Regions from separate parts of the Mus musculus genome. Here region 1 is linked to region 2. A link is a contact called in public Hi-C data. All regions are on one chromosome and are shown on one strand. The core of a region is the stretch at or near the end of the contact, and the rest is flanking DNA. Distances in the headings are between cores, read along the strand shown.

The links. A called contact is a pair of places that touch in the nucleus more often than the background predicts.
Region 1: a Hi-C map of muscle stem cells shows a contact between it and region 2, with 3 times the contacts expected there. The contact joins two enhancer-like sites. A contact is called at or near these places in 4 of 484 Hi-C or Micro-C datasets (the N1E-115 cell line, muscle stem cells, nephron progenitors and 1 more) and 4 of 115 datasets of contacts at active chromatin or transcription factors (astrocytes, bone marrow-derived macrophages, embryonic basal ganglia and 1 more).

Annotation. Positions count from the first base shown.
Region 1 is chr5:117,491,795-117,494,494 of GRCm38.p6, forward strand. All of the region lies in intron 1 of Ksr2 (kinase suppressor of ras 2), which reads left to right. Among named protein-coding and RNA genes, the nearest start is that of Gm42013, 8.8 kb to the left of the region's middle. Within about 2 kb of position 1,432, at least 72 of the 459 cell types and tissues checked have an H3K27ac peak or open chromatin away from gene starts, as enhancers often do. A contact at or near this core is called in muscle stem cells, where this site is marked.
Region 2 is chr5:117,157,417-117,160,116 of GRCm38.p6, forward strand. The region is part of intron 1 of Taok3 (TAO kinase 3); the gene reads left to right. Among named protein-coding and RNA genes, the nearest start is that of Taok3, 39 kb to the left of the region's middle. Within about 2 kb of position 1,300, at least 201 of the 459 cell types and tissues checked have an H3K27ac peak or open chromatin away from gene starts, as enhancers often do. A contact at or near this core is called in muscle stem cells, where this site is marked.

The DNA.
Region 1 (2,700 bases), core at 182-2,681, 330 kb after region 2:
GAGCTTCTTGCCTTTCCCAACTGTCTGGGAGCCTTGTTTAGCTGGAGAGAGAAGCCCCTGGTCCCAGGAGTCCCAGGGGCTTGGAGTGGAGCCCAGTGGGGGCTTCGTGTGTGTATTTTTAACAAGATCCCTGGGGTGGGGGTGCCCTAGCGAGCAGAGTCTGACACTCAGGGACAGAACAGGCTTGGGGCAGTTATGTCCCATTAGCTAGGCTCATGGCCTTGGGCGGTTCAGTGGTTACTCAGTGCCTCTGCTCTCTTCGCTCAACCCTTAAGGTACAAAGTATGACAATCAAATTTGGTATTAGTAAAGTGTTTATCCCAGTGCCTGGCACACTGTAAGCCTTATAGCTATGAATTCAACCATGACTAGATTATTTTTAAATAATAGTTGATGAATTAATAGCATGGTTATCAATAGACTAGTAGATACAGCAAGTATGTCAAAATCAACAAGTGTCAATTTTGCTGCAAATTTAATAGAGATATGGTTATATTTCAAACTCATGAATGCACGACTCTATATTACATTATAAGCATAACCATATTATGGCATCAGGCTGTTATAACATAAACGTTAATATTATAATAACATTGATGCTGGGGAATGTAGCTCAGTGGGTAGAGCACTTGCCTGGCCTGCATGAAGCCCTGGGTTCCATCCCCAGCACAGCACAAATGACATGAGGCGTTGCCACATCTGTATGTCTAAGCATACAGGAGGATCCAGAGTTCAGCATCACCCTCGGCTACATAGTGAGTTTGAGGCCAGCCTGGGCTACACAAGACCTGTCTCCAAAACATATAAAGAGTGTAATAATGTTCCTGGAAGAAATACCGGGGAACTGAGTGTCTATACTGTGAACCTTTGGCTCTTTGTAATGTTCCTTAACAGTAAGAGGAAAGATAGAGACAAAGTTGGCGCTGGAGATATGGCTTTGTGGTTAAGGGCAGATTGCCTGTATCCAATTCCCAGAATTTATATTGACCTGTTTACCTCTAGCTCCAGAGCTCTCTTCTGGACTCCATGGGGTGGGGTGGGAGGGAGGGAGAGAGAGAGAGAGAGAGAGAGAGAGAGAGAGAGAGAGAGAGAGAGAGAGAGGATGGAGGAGAGGGAGAGGGAGAGAAAGAGAGATGGCTGTCAGCTATCCTCAGCACAAATCAGTGGGCAATGGGATGTTCTACATCCCTTGACTGCCCCTGACTGACTGCACCCTGGGGTCCCCCATGCCTTGGGCTCCAGTCAGGGCAGAAGACCCAGGGTTCTCCTCAGCAAGGACCTCGCCTCTAGATGCAATAGACCCGGTTGTTTGAAACCTTCTCAGTCAGACAGTTCTCTCTCCTGTCAGCTGGCCCCTCGTGCAGGGGTGTTATGACAATGGTCGCCCTGGCAACCGCAGGATGGCCTTAGGCTTCTGGGTGCAGTGATTTCATTACCCAGGCGGGTTTGACAGCCTTAGAGCCTTGGCTACACGGCCAGGGATCCCGCCAGTCCTGCCCAGGCTGTACTTTGAGAAAGAACTCAGGGTTTTATTTCTGGAGGTCTGGTGGCCATTTCCAGCGATGTGCGTTTTGTCTAAATGCCAGGGAACACGGGCAGAAAACCCGCACCGGCTGATGGGGGTGTGGTGGTGGGGAGGTGTAACCATGGAAACCAGTAAACAAGATCATCCGTGATAAGGACGTGGGGGTGTGCGTGCGTAACTGGGTGGGCCTAATTTGGAAGGGAGAGCTCTGCAGGGTGGGAGGGTCACATCGCTGCTAGGATTGCCTCCAGATGATAGGAGCGACAAGTGCAAAGTCAGATCCTGTGGTTTCAGGCAGTTCGAGGCTGCAGGAATGGACTGTTCAAGGGCTGCCTGCATGCTAGCTGTATGACGTTGTCCCACACGTACCTCGGGGCGTGAAATGAGCCCCACATGTACCTCGGGGCGTGAAATCGGGGCGTGAAATGAGCCCCAGCCCAGGCTGGCTGGGAAGTTCACACAGGCTTGGAGGATCCAGGGCAACCCCTCTTCAGTGTTCCCCGCACCCTCCCTATTTTTCCAGACGCCTCTTTTTTTTTTAGCGAGATGTGACATGGCTTTGAGCAGGACCAAACCAAACGCCTGTGTATTTCCTACAGGTCTCTGTAGTTCGTCTTAGTTTAGGTACCGAGTGAAAAGTTTCCTGCTTAGGGATTTGAGACGCGGTTATTTTTAGAGCTGTCACATGTCTTGACTTTTAATTTTTTTTTTTTTTTTTTGGTGTGTGTGTTTATGCTGCTAAATTTACCATCGTGCTAATGCGGAATACAGTAATAAGGTGCGGGGGATGCTTGGTTTGGAGTCTGGGCCTGCAGACAATTTCCATTTGCTGTGTGAGGTGCCAGGCTTCCCTCTGGTGTGCAGATGGAGAATTGCACCCTAGGCTCCCTGCCTTGCTTGGAACTGCACCTGTGACCCTTGCAGGGCCTCAGAGAGTGTGCACCCTTGGACCAGCCTTGCTGTAATTTGAAGGTGGACCCTTTAAACTAATTTTTCCACATTAGCTCTGCGAGGACTTGAATTGAGGATGACCTAAAATTCAACTAGGCCACCAGGTAGGACGAGGCCACGGGGCGGGGCGAAGCCACCAAAGGTGTTTACCATGTGACTGTTTCAGTGGAGAAGCAAGGAGAGGACCCCAGAGAGAACATTAGATGTCCCAAGATCAGATCCTG
Region 2 (2,700 bases), core at 50-2,549:
GGTTATTTGGTTTTGTTTTATTTTTTTAATTGTTGATTTGTTTTGTTTTGGTGTATTTGTTAGTTTCTTTGTTTTTTCAAGACAGGGTCTCTCTGTGTATACCCTTGGCTGTCCTGGAAAGTCACTCTGTAAAGCAGGCTGGCCTTGAACTCTGCCTGCCTCTGCCTCCTGAGTGGTGGGATTAAAGGCGTGTGCCGCCACTGCCCAGCAAAGCCACGCTTTTAAAAATAAAAATTTAAAACCAATGTCACTGAAATCCCAGATAACATGGAAGTTCTATGCCGATTATTTTTCTCTCAGTTTACACATCATTTCCATGTGTAATGTAGGTTTTTTTGTTTTTGTTTTTTTTTTTAGTTGTTTCTTGATTGGCTGTGTTTTAATTGCAGGTGTCTATCTGCACAGCACTTTGTAAAGATTGTTATTTTATCTTCTGCAGAGCTGGGGACCGAATCCAGGTTCTCATGTAGCTAACGAGAAGTCCATGTTTATCCTCCACGACTGTGATTAACACCGTCGTGACCACAAGCAATCCAGGGGAGTAAAACACTGAGTTTCTCCTAGGTCGCAGCCTATCATCTAAGCAAGGCAAGGCAGGGAGCTTGGGAAGGCTGCCTCCTGCCTTGCTCAGGTAGCTTTCTGGTCTGGCCTGAGCCCACTGTAGAGAGGTGGCTCGACCTATAAAGAGCTGTGTCTTCCTACATCCCTACATCAATTAGCAATCAAGAAAATGCCATACAGACATGCCCATAGTCCAGTCTGATGGAGGCAGTTCTGTACTTGAGGCTTCCTCATCCCAGGTGACTCTAGGTTTATGTCAAGTTGACAGCTGAAGCTAACTGTGACAGGAGGTAAGGGCTATACCAGTAGCCTGCAGGCTTAAAGGATTTCTTTAAATGCAAAAAAAAAAAAAAAAGGTGGGGGGGGGCACTGATTTTGCATTTGATTTAATAAGCCCTTTGGACAATAACCTAGATTTCCTACATGACACAGACTTGTGAATGAAACATGCTCAGAGTGACAGATACAAAATATGTGTGTGTGTGTGTGTGTGTGTGTGTGTGTGTGTGTGTGTGTCTAGGTGCTAGAAATTCAAATGTCACAGCTGGGTAATTTGCAAATTTCAGCCTTGGAAGAGCCTAGAACTTCCTTCTGAGCCTGGTTGTGGGTCCAACCCCTGGCTGACTCATTTGAGGAGCAAGGCCTAGCAACAGGAAGGTTTTGGCAAATGCTCTGTGAAAGGGCAGAGATGACTGGGAGGGCAGCCTGGGTAAATACCCCCGGGCTGAGTCACCCAACAGAGTGTCTTTAACTCTGTCCAGTTGCCCGCTCGCTGGCTTGCTCGCTCGCTGTGTGATCTGGCCACTTTCATCTAGAGTTTTGGTTTTCATTTCCCTAAATCCCAGCCCCAGATGACTGGGCTGTAGAGTCATTCCTGTCCTGTCAACTCAGCCGTGGAAGGGTTTCCTTCAGCCCAGCAAAGCAGTTGCTGTTGACCCAAGCCTGGAAGTGAAACCCTGTGGGGCGGCCTCCCTCCCCTTTCCCTCTGCAGTGCCTCACCCTCCCTCCTAGTTTACAGGCAGGAGGCTGCAGAGCTGGCTCAGTGGGTAAGAGCACCAACTAGTATGCCAAGGGCCCAGGTCAGATTCCTACCACCTACATAGCGCCTCACAACCATCTGGGACCCCAGTCCTGGAAGATCTGGAGCCCTCTTCTGGCCTCTGTGGGCACCAGACATGCACACAGCACACAGACAGGGAAAACACCCATACGCATAAAATAACTAAATCTAAAAGTAAGTTTAATTTATATGTGAGTTTTATCTGATGGCTTGTTTGCTTTTGCTGTTTATTTAGTGTAGGTGGGGAGTGGGGGCCATGGCACGCCTGTGGCGGACAGAGGACAACTTGCAGGGATCTGTTCTCTCCCTCCAGCCTGTCTTCCTCAAGACAAACCCAGGTCATCAGGTTTGCTAACGAGTGCCTTTACCAGCCGCATCATCTCTGATCCCGTTCATGGGTTTCAAAGCCCTACTCTCTTTCTCCTGATGGAGTCTCTTATAGCCTTACCAGCCTGGAACTCACTGTGTACCCTTAACCTTGATCTCCCGGTCCTCCTGCCTGTACCTCCCAACTGCTGGGATTACAGAGCTGTACGGCCACTTCCCGTTTATGTGGTGCTGACGAGAAAACCCCTTCATGCGTGTTAAAGCAGTCATTTTCCTGACTGAGCTACACCCCTGACCCTACAGTGTGTAGGGTCACATTTATCTTTGCTCTTTTCCACTGTTTTCCTGTTTTCAGCATCTTTTCCCTTCTTTAGGGACAGCCTCCCTCCCTCCCTCCCCACCACACACATCCAGGCTTCAAGTTCCCTGCAGATTTAATGCAGGGCTAGCAGGGCAGAGCCTCAGAAGGTCACACCTCAGGCTTGTTGTGTGAGGTGGTGATACTACAGGCCCCCTGTGGAGATAGGCAGCGTTACTCCACAGCTCAAAATAAAGTGGAGCGTGCAGGCTTGTGACACAAGCCGTGAGAGACAAGGGGAAAAAAAAACCTCCCAGGCTAACTCAGTGGTGTCTGGGACAATTAGCCCCTGAAGCTTCTGTTTCATTTCTGCATTTGCAAGTCACACCAGAATGAGAAACTGAGTAATTTGATTATAAACTGTGTGGGTTGTAGCACTTGTTGAATTGGGTTC